Linked DNA regions of Gossypium hirsutum: region 2 is linked to region 1. A link is a contact called in public Hi-C data. All regions are on one chromosome and are shown on one strand. Each heading gives the region's core, a stretch centred on a gene start, on an enhancer-like site or on the middle of the called end of the contact. The rest is flanking DNA. Distances are from core to core; before and after follow the strand shown.

Evidence for each region. A called contact is a pair of places that touch in the nucleus more often than the background predicts.
Region 2: a contact with region 1 is called in a Hi-C map of leaf, with 1.8 times the contacts expected there. The contact joins the promoter of LOC107950771 here to the enhancer-like site in region 1. A contact is called at or near these places in 4 of 34 Hi-C or Micro-C datasets (callus, hypocotyl and leaf).

What each region holds. Positions count from the first base shown.
Region 1 is chrD03:33,990,633-33,996,013 of Gossypium_hirsutum_v2.1, reverse strand. No RefSeq gene overlaps it. Among protein-coding and RNA genes, the nearest start is that of LOC121215672, 24 kb to the left of the region's middle. Within about 2 kb of position 1,568, at least 6 of the 9 cell types and tissues checked have an H3K27ac peak or open chromatin away from gene starts, as enhancers often do. A contact at or near this core is called in leaf, where this site is marked.
Region 2 is chrD03:34,315,631-34,320,662 of Gossypium_hirsutum_v2.1, reverse strand. LOC107950771 (F-box protein SKIP8) reads right to left here and starts at 2,032. Exons shown (of 3, transcript XM_016885729.2): 1 at 1,287-2,032; 2 at 972-1,168; 3 at 1-376. The coding sequence starts at 1,742. The coding sequence ends at 121.

The DNA.
Region 1 (5,381 bases), core at 319-2,818:
TCGATAGTCAGATTCAACTGCTTCGCCATCTTGAAATCAATGAAATTATGCGTACTTCCCGAATTAAACAAAACCACCACTTGTGATTGATCAATAACAGTTGGAAACCTCATAGTCGTAGGACCCTGTAACCCTTGTAATGCTTGTAATGACAATACAGGAGCTGCATTCCCAAACAATGTCTCTGTCAACTCCAATTGTTCAGTACAATCTTGGAATTCATCCGGGGAAGGGCTACGTACTTTAGGTTCATTCTCCCATAAAGGTTCGACAATCAACTGATACAATTGTGACTTTGAACATTTATGGCGTGGCGAATATTTCAGACCACACCAAAAACAAAGTCCTTTTTTTCCTTCTGTCTTCCAATTCAGCTTGCGATAAGGACTTGGAAGGAAGTTTAGGAGCCAATTTCCCATTCACTGTTTCACTGGCCAATCCAACACTACCACTCCCACGTTGACTTCTAATCACAGGAAATAATGGCCTCATTATATTAGACCCACTATTAAAACTGCCTTCTCTTTTGACCGGTCCCGCCACAATGGTTTCCACTTGCCTTGCTAACTGGTAACCTTCTACCAATGTTTGAGGCTTGAACAACCGAAGATATTGCCCGATTTTCAGTTTGAGGTTGCTAAGGAATATACTTAATGCATAGGATTCAGGTAAGTTGAGCTGATTCAACAAACTCAAAAAATCATCATAAAATTGGTCCACTAAGCTAAGTTGTTTAAGGGACACTAATTCTGCCATAGGATCTAAGACAAAATCTGATCTGAAACGCTCTCGAAGCCCCTCGAATAAACCTCCCAAGACACTTGATGAACCCCTCCATGTCTACGCACAAAAAAATGATGCCAATCAAGTGCTTTACCTTCAAGGTGTAACATGACGATCCTGACCTTTGCATGATCTGCAATTCCTTCGGCCTCAAATACTGCACTAGTTTGAACCACCAACCTCGGAAGTGCTCACCATCACAATGTAGACAGTCAACTCGAAAAGAAAAATGTTCGGATTCCATCAACACTCCCCTTTGTGACATGCTCGAATGGCCGAGATCTGCTCTTGGAGATACTATTAAATGCTCTTGAGGTGGAAACCTCGGTGGTGTTCCTAAGATCCCTTTTCCCTTGTTGCTAGATGCATTCCCCACAATCGATGGGTTACTTTGGCCAAAATATTGTTCGAACAAGGAGTGAAGCTCAGAATGAAGTTCGGAACGTACCTCCTACTTAATTTCTGCCTGCAGATCTTTCATCTTAGTGTCCATCCGTACATCCCACTGAGTTAGCTCCAGTTGCAAGTGAGAAAGCTCACCTTGGATCTGCCGATTTCCTTCTGCATGCGAGTACTGATTCCGTCCCCTATCATGAAGATCGACAAGCTCTGATACCTTTTGCAACGTTCTAAATCGGAAAGATAAAGATGAAGAACAGAGAAGAAGAATTACAGAAAGAAAAAAAACGAGAAAATCGAGAGAAGGAGACTGTTGATAACGGTTATCCAATTTCATGATATTTCCTCACGCAGTTACAGACATATAATAACCCTGTAACAAGAATCAAAACGCTCCTGTTTTGAGTTAAACAAAACTCACCGTTTTCATTAACTCTTACAAGCAAAAACGCAACGTATAACTAATTATTATAACGAAAACTTAACTAAAATATGAAAAAGCTAGATGACCGTTGTTCCTCCCATAACATATTTAAAAGATAAAAGATAAAGAAACGAAACAAAAGTCAGATTGTGGAGTTTTTTTTTTAAAAAGCTACACCAATAATATATTAAATAGTAATTCCACATTTGATACTCAAGATTTTTATATGGTAGAAATTATTAGGTAAGCTCTTCTTAATGTCTCATCCAATCATATAATGTTATATAAAATTATTTTACACGTTATTTTTAATTAATAAATAAGTTATCCTAAAAATTTACCTTTTCATCTAATTCCTATTCGGATTGATTATAGAGCTTGCAGCCATCTATAATCATCGTTGTCGTTGCTACTAAGAGCTGGTTCAATGCCAAAAGCTATTTGACCTATTTGATACAGTAAAAGCCTAATGTCATGACATAAATTGATGAAACCTCAATTAAAAAACCTAAAATTCAAAAAGAGTTCAAATAAAAAAGAGCATGTCGAGCCAGCTAGAATAGGACTTGCATATTCCATGCGAGGGGAAGTTTTTGGAGCTTTGGCTTAGATGCTGATGATGATGATGATTATCTCTTAAAAGCAATGAATATTAAAGTTGATACCAAAAAGTCCAGAATAAAGAAGCTTTAATTTTTCTTTATAAAGAAATATGTGCTAGCAAATTAGCAATGTATACGGGAAGGGAAAACTTTAATAAGCAAAAAAGATAAATCTTAAAATTATACATAAATTTTAGTTTAATATGTAATTATATGTATGAATTTTAATTTGGTGCAACTATATATATGAAACTTTGATTGTGTTTCAAATGTATAAATGTAATTTTAATTTTGATTCAATCATACACATTTAAAGAAATAAATAGATTAATTTATTTTTATATTGGATAAATATAATTATTTTTGTATGCAATATATAAATATAAAATGATGTTATATCAATAATTGTGTTAATAATTTGTGATAGTTGAATTAAAACAAAATTTTATATATAAAATTATATAAAATCAAAATTTATATATATAATTACACATTAAATTAAAATTAATATATAATTTTAAAATTTATCCCTAAAAAAAATAAATTGATTAAGACAGTATAAACTTTTTCTCACATCTTCAACAAGATAAAAAAAATAAAGAAAAGAAACGAAAACCTAGATATATATTCGTGAAATTTATATTACAATTTTTTATCATTATAAAGTAATTCTCGGTTTGAGCGTAGTCACATATTAAAAAATTAGGAGTTATAACGAAGGTGGGTGGTGTCGAAAATTAATTTTATGATTTTAAAATTACGGTTTTAAAATGTTTTTTCTATAAATTATATTCGTAAATATTAATATTTAATATTTACGGGATTAGTATAGAAATATATTAAATTTTGATCTATTAATTTTTTTAATTGATAATTAATTAAGGTACAAGTGTAATGATTCTAAAGTCAGTAGTATTAGAAAATACAGTTTTGGGACCCCGTTTCGTAAATCAAGTCCATAAATAAATATTTACGGAATTACTATATAAGTTAATTCAATTTTGAATAGGTAACTTCGCCGAATTGGTGACTAACTAATGTATAAAGACTAAATCGTTAAAAATAGTAAAAGTTAAATTACTATAAATTTTTATTACTTAAAGACTTATATAGCAATTAAACTAAAGTCCAAAATGGCAAAAATACCATTTTGAAATATAGTGGACGGTTGGTGTAAGATTTGTTTCAAATAACATTAAAATTTTAATATTAAAATAGTGTAATAATTGTTTATAACATAAAAATAAAAGAAACAAAGTCACGTTTCTTTTCATCTTTCTTCTCCATGAAACACCCAAAGAAAACCAAGAATTCATTTTCTTTGCTTCAAAGCATTTTGTTGGAAAAATCTTAGTTTGAAAACGGTTTTCTTGCACAACGGAAAATTAAAATTTTGAAAAGCGACTCGGTTTGTGATATATATAGCAATAAACCCTAACTGAATTCATACATGTGTTTTTGACTTAATGGACGTTCATTGTTCTTTGCTTTCAACCAAACAATCTTCTCTACTATTCTCGTACCACGAATTGCTTCGAGTGTGAGCTCAAACCAATTAAATCGAAACACATAACTAGAAAAAGTTTTCTCTCTTTTCTTTGGGGTGAAAACGAAAATTCTCTCTTCTTAATAGAAATCGATAGAATTGTTATTCTGGAAAAATATATTTGATAGTTAAGAATAAATTCTCACTATTTTTCGATAGAGTAACAATCTCTTCAAGTTATGTTAATAGCTCTACCGATCCCATCATTTATAGGAAGATAAGATAGAAACCTTGTTGAGTTGTTGTTGTTTATTTCAAATAGAAAACAACTTCCTACTTAGAGTAGGAGTGGGGTAGACGGCACACCCTAATATTCCTATAGGGTTGCTACTAGGGTTGTCACCCCCTGCATATAATATGAGGGGTTTTGGGTCTCTCTCACATTGGGTCTAATTACAGGTACTTCCTGAACCTTTTGACTCAATACTCTATAATGTGATCCAACCTGATTTGATTTTCCTATTTCCCAAAATAAACTTTAATATTCTATATTAACAATTTTCTCATCCTCATTTTACCCCCAGTAAAATTTTGACAATTTTACCCCTGATACAATTTTGAGAAAATATGTTCAATATTTCATAACTCAACATGTTCACTATAGCCGAATGATTTACTTTCATTTTCGGGCTTCAAAATAGCTCAAAAACATTAACTCATTCTTCTGATCATTTTTAAGTAATCCATATAAAGTTACAAATGGATCATTTCCATTTCTATTTTTCCATTTCGGAAAAAACTATAATCAATTCTGAATGTTTTCGATTTCTCTTTTCCTATTCATTCTATTCATTTCTATTTAAACTCGCAATTCATTTCTAGTTTCAACGAGCTAGCGAAAGGACTGATTGGACATATGTAATTAGAGCTCAAATGATTTATAATTAAGTTTTGAATTTTTACCTATTAATTATAAACTCATTTAGTCACGAGTTCATTCCACTATAGTATCATAACTAAGCCCTTTCCAATGACATGCCATTATAAAAGCAACTACTCAATACTCGTCCAATGACCTTATCATAAGTGTGTTACCCTAATAGGATACTCTTGATCTCTTTGGAATAATATCCATTCTCTCAATATGATCCTATTTTATCTCATGGTAACCATTACATCTTTCTTCATGAAAAATCAATTACTATTAAATAGTAATTAAGTCATTCATCATAAAGACAAATGATCGATGATCATGTTTACTTTTCATCAACCATGTAATGCCAATGAGAGGATATCATTTACCCATGTCTCGGGTTATGAATTCCACTATTGTGAATGACGTTACGTACTACAGAAGTCATACACCCAATTTACCGGCTTTCGGTCCTTATCTATTTGAACTCAAGCTTTTACTTATATCAAAGTGTATGAGTCACGCATACATAGTCTGCCATCCACTAAGGATTTAGGTATGTCACACTATGAACGTCACAAGTGGATAGATCCATAAACGGATTGAAGATCTATTCTACTTGGTTCCAGTCTGATGTACTGTCAATCTAGTCAGTCATATCTATGTTTCTATCTTCAAGGAGTCATCCATGCTGATGCCCAAGACAAAGCATCTCCCCAATTGGACTTGATAGACGACATATTAGTCTTTCAATTGGTTTGCTAATTTCCGATT
Region 2 (5,032 bases), core at 783-3,282, 320 kb before region 1:
AAAAAAAAGAATGATCTTTGAAATAAATCCCAGAGAAACTTCCCGGCAACTTGCCTTTTGCTAATAGATTACTACTACTAAAATTATCCCTTGTATTAATTACTCTTTCATCTTCGGTTATCAATGAACAATTTGTTGTCCGATGTCACCGTCGGCCAGCATCTCCGAGCAGTGATGATCCACAAGGTACCAACGTCCATGATGAAACTCAAAGATGTTAGTCATGTTAAATGCCACGTTATCCATATCAACATAGGTTTTCATAGTAATCCAAGCCATGTTCGTTAATACCCGAGCTCGAACATCTCTAACCTGAAAATCAACCCCTTGCTCCCAATTAAATGCATGCTGCCAACTCTGTATTACAGCATTAAACCTGCAATGGATAACAAAAATGACTCTCGGCATTGACTGAATACATTATCTTTTGTCTATTCCGAAATTCTATTTACATAAAAGTGGCATGCTTTTGTTCTAACATATGCCTCATACTTATTAAAGAAAAACATGGGGCCTTTTCTCTTTTCTTCTCACAGTTAAATTGCACTAATATGTCAAGACAAAAGCATTTCTATGCCAAGCATGGCATTCACTATGTTCGAATAGCAAAACGCTGGTAAAACCCTTCCAATGCCGAAACCAAGACTCAAGCCATTAACATTGTGGTCATACAAACAACCTATAATCACCCTACAAATTAAAAAAGCTCTTCTCTATCTTCAAATATTCTTGGAATCATCAAAGCATTTCGGAGAAACATCTTAACTACACAAACACTCAATCGGCTATGCTATGTAACCGGTCAGCAAGTCCATGCAACTTAACCCAATCATAAGGTGAAAAAGATCTACCATGTTCAAGCAACAAGATACGAGCAAAAACTTATATACTGAAACACTATAACTTTCAGGCAACATAAGAACAAAAAAGAAGTGAACATCCTGATATTGAAGTAAGCAACATATTCATACCCTGAAAAAAGAACCCCTGACGCATGAATGCACTTTACATAATCCGCATTCAGCCAAAAACGACTCATAGCTGAAAGAGACCTATCTTTGATGATGCTAAAGAATTCGGTATTAACATTCATAATGGCTCTTGTAGCTGCGTAGTATGCCTTCCACCCATTAACAGGTGTTACTGTATCTTGCTCCAAAGTAAAATCCTAGCAAGCAAAAATATTAAGCCAGAAGATTTATGCTAAGAACCCCACTAATAGGTAAGTATAATGAAATAAATATTCAATTAAATCAAGGCAATAAAAAGAAGGGGAAATTGGGTACCTTGTGATAAAGCGCTTTCCAGGCATTATCATCATTAGCTGCCTTTCTCATAAGCGAATTAGTCATGGAAAGCCGACAAAGGCTTGGATAATCCAAGTAACTAAGCGCGTGGGTTGTAATCTCCGGGACCAACTGCTCCATCATTGACGCCCCGCTCTGCATCTCTGCCACAGCCTTCGAAACATCCGCCATCACCATATCCTCCTCCGCCGGACCAGCAGCACCTCCGTTAAGGAGCGCCGCAGAATTGGAAGTATGGTTGCAGGAGGAAGGTGGTTTGGCTTCTCTGGCTTGCTTTTTAGCGGATGACGTGGCGGTACCGGTTACGTTAGATTTGTGGTGGGGCCTCTTGAAGAATGAACGGACGGCAAGGAGGGAAAGGAGGGTGATGATAATTGCAGTGATCAACGGCTGATGGGATTGAAGAGCGATGGAGAGGCTATAGGCAATCTCCATTCATACGACATTAAATCTTCGCCGTACATTAAATAAAACCCTAGAAATCTCAATTGAATCCACAAAAAAAAAGGAAAATTAGAGAAAAAAATGGTCTGTTTTCTAGGGAAAATAATTAAAAATGTAAATAAAATTTAAACGAAAATTCATTTTTTTTCCAGAAGAGAGGGCGGAGAGTCGTAATCGTAACCGAGTCGAAGAAGAACTCAGACCAGAAAAATAGGTCAGTATTGAGGGACAGTTCTGTAATTGCGATTCATAGAATTTCTGCTTCGACGGCGTTTTGATGCATGTGTTCTTTTTAGTTTTTAATTTTTTATTTCGAATAAAATAACTATTATTTCTCCTCACCACAATTTTACAAATGTGTTTTTATATGAAAACCATAAATCTAAATCATAAAATATATAAAATATTTTAAATAATATTTATGGATATCTAAAATAATATTATTTCAATTCAAATAATAATTTAAATAATATTTTTTAATTATTTTAAATATTTTTATTATCTTGATTTGACTATGGATCAATATATTAAATTCACAAATAATATATTTTTTAAAAGTGAAGTGGATATCTTATTATTAATATTCGCATCCATTCCCTTAATATTTATTATCATAATGACAAATCTAATATTTGCAATAGAGAAGAGGGAAGTCACTCATCCAAGAGAGTTCAACTATGTGAAGAATGGTAAGATTCGGGAAGATCCATCTAAAAAGGTAACTACTAGATCTTCTCTTAGAAATACTTGTAATTATGTTACATTTATCTCATGCATTAAGCCTAAAAATATCAAAGAAACATTAAATGATGAATATTGGATATTGGTTATGCAAGAAGAGTTAAATCAATTTAAGAGAAGTAAAGTATGAACCCTAGTTGAAAGACCTTGAGATAAATATACTATAGGTATTAAATGGGTTTCTAGGAACAAGCTAGATGAGAGTGGTAACATAGTGAGAAACAAGGCTAGACTTGTTGCTCAAGGTTACTCTCAAGATGAATGAATATATTTTGATGAAACTTATGCTCTCGTAGCTAGGATGGAAGCCATTAGCATGCTTTTAGCTTTTACATGTTTTAATGATTTTAAATTATATCTAATGGATGTAAAAAGTTCTTTTCTAAATGGGTCTATAAATGAAGGAGTATATGTTGGACAACCACCCAATTTTGAAGATAAAAAATTTCCTCACCGTGTTTTCAAACTATTAAAAGTTTTATATAGTTTGAAATAAGTTCATAGAGCTTGGTATGAATGATTATCAAATTTTCTTGTTGAAAAAGGTTTTCATAAAGGAAAGGTTGACACAATACTTTTTATTAAAAGAAAAGGCAATGATTTATTAGTAGTTCAAATATACGTTGATGATATTATTTTTTGTTCTACTAATGATCTTCTTTGTCAAGAATTTTCTAAGCTAATGGAAGGTGAATTTGATATGAGCATGATGGGAGAACTAAATTTCTTTTTGGGACTCCAAATCAAACAAATAAAGGATAGTATCTTCATCAATCAAGCTAAGTACACAAAGGAAATGCTCAAGAAGTTTGGGATGGACACTCTTAAACCACAAGCTACTCCCATGAGCCCTTCTACAAAGCTTGGCAAAGATAAGGAAAGTAAATGTGTTGATTTAAAGTTATATAGATCTATGATTGACTCTTTGCTTTATCTTACAACAAGTACACCCGATGTCATGTTTAGTGTTTGCATGTGTGCTAGATTTCAATCATGTCCTAAAGAATCACATTTGCAAGCCTTTAAGAGAATCTTTAAATTCCTTAGAGACACTCTCAGTTTAGGTCTTTGGTATCCTAGAGACTCATCCTTTAGCTTGCATGCATTCTTAGATGCGGATTTTGGAGGATGCAAATTAGATAGGAAAAAACACCTCTGATAATTATCAATTCCTAGGCAACATGCTAATATCATGGTTTTCAAAGAAAAAAATGGTGTTGCATTGTCCACCACCAAAGTGAAATATATTTCTGCCATTAGTTGTTATGCTCAAGTTTTATGAATGAAACAACAAATTAAGGACTATTAAATTGATTTAGATACCATCCCTATAAAGTGTGACAATACTAGTGCTATTTGTCTCACTAAAAATCTTATCCAACATTCTAGGACTAAACACATTGAAATAAGAAATCATTTCATTAGAGATCATGTCCAAAAAGGAGAAACAGTTCTAGAGTATGTAGACATTTTGAACCAATTAGCTGACATTTGACATTTTTACAAAACCTTTAGACAATGAGAGATTTTGGACACTTAGGAGAGAACTAGGTTTGACCAACTTGCCTTGACTTTGTGTTGAATTTTTCCATGGACATAGATTGATTTTTAAATTTGTATATTGTGTTTTTATTGCAAAAAGCATGATAGTATGACATTCATAGCTCTTGTATTCAAAAATATTGGAGGAGTTTTATGTGGTTATTTGATTTATTTTGACCTTATTTATCTAGCATGATTTTTTTTACTCTTGTACTTGCTAAGAATGGACTTAATATTTTTAATTTAGCATTTTTTAATCTAATTTTTATTCATGAATCATATGCATCATGCTTAAAATTTTCATTTTCATGCATATGAAATCATTAGGGATGATCTTAGAGTCATTTTAGGACCCTTAGAACCCCTTAGGACCTAAAAGTTTCGTTTTTATAATTTTTCTGTACTTGAAAATTAGAACTGTAATTAGGTATCGATACCATTTAAAAAAATATCAATACTTTTATAAAAATATCGGTACCATTGGGTTTTTAAAGGCACCTACACCATGTTTCTTCAAAAGTAATTTGCAAAAACCCAGAAACTTCATTTCTCTTCATCCAAAAATCATTTTCTCATATTAAAAAATTCTTCAAAACTCTTGATTCTTTTTTGAAAAATATTGTCTTTGCAATCCTTTAAAACACCATTGCATCAAGATTTCAACATTTTTAAGGTAAACCCTAAAATTTTCAATCTTTTGATTTTATACAATGTAGGTTGGAATATTGTTTTTTGATGAACTATTGGGTTGATTTGGACTATATGCATCGTTTTTTGTTGCAAGGGGTATCCTCTTTCTAGACTTTTTCTTAAATTTTTTGCCTAAAACCCTTGCACACCAAGTGTTTGTCAAAATTCCTAAATGAATTTTTTTGGTGTTTTAGTGGTACTTTAGTGCTTAATTCTCAAAGTATGGTGCCTAAGAAATGACCTAGAACTGATGCATCATCATCACATCCTCCTAGTGGTCCTAGATCATCCTTCAATGCATGTTTTAG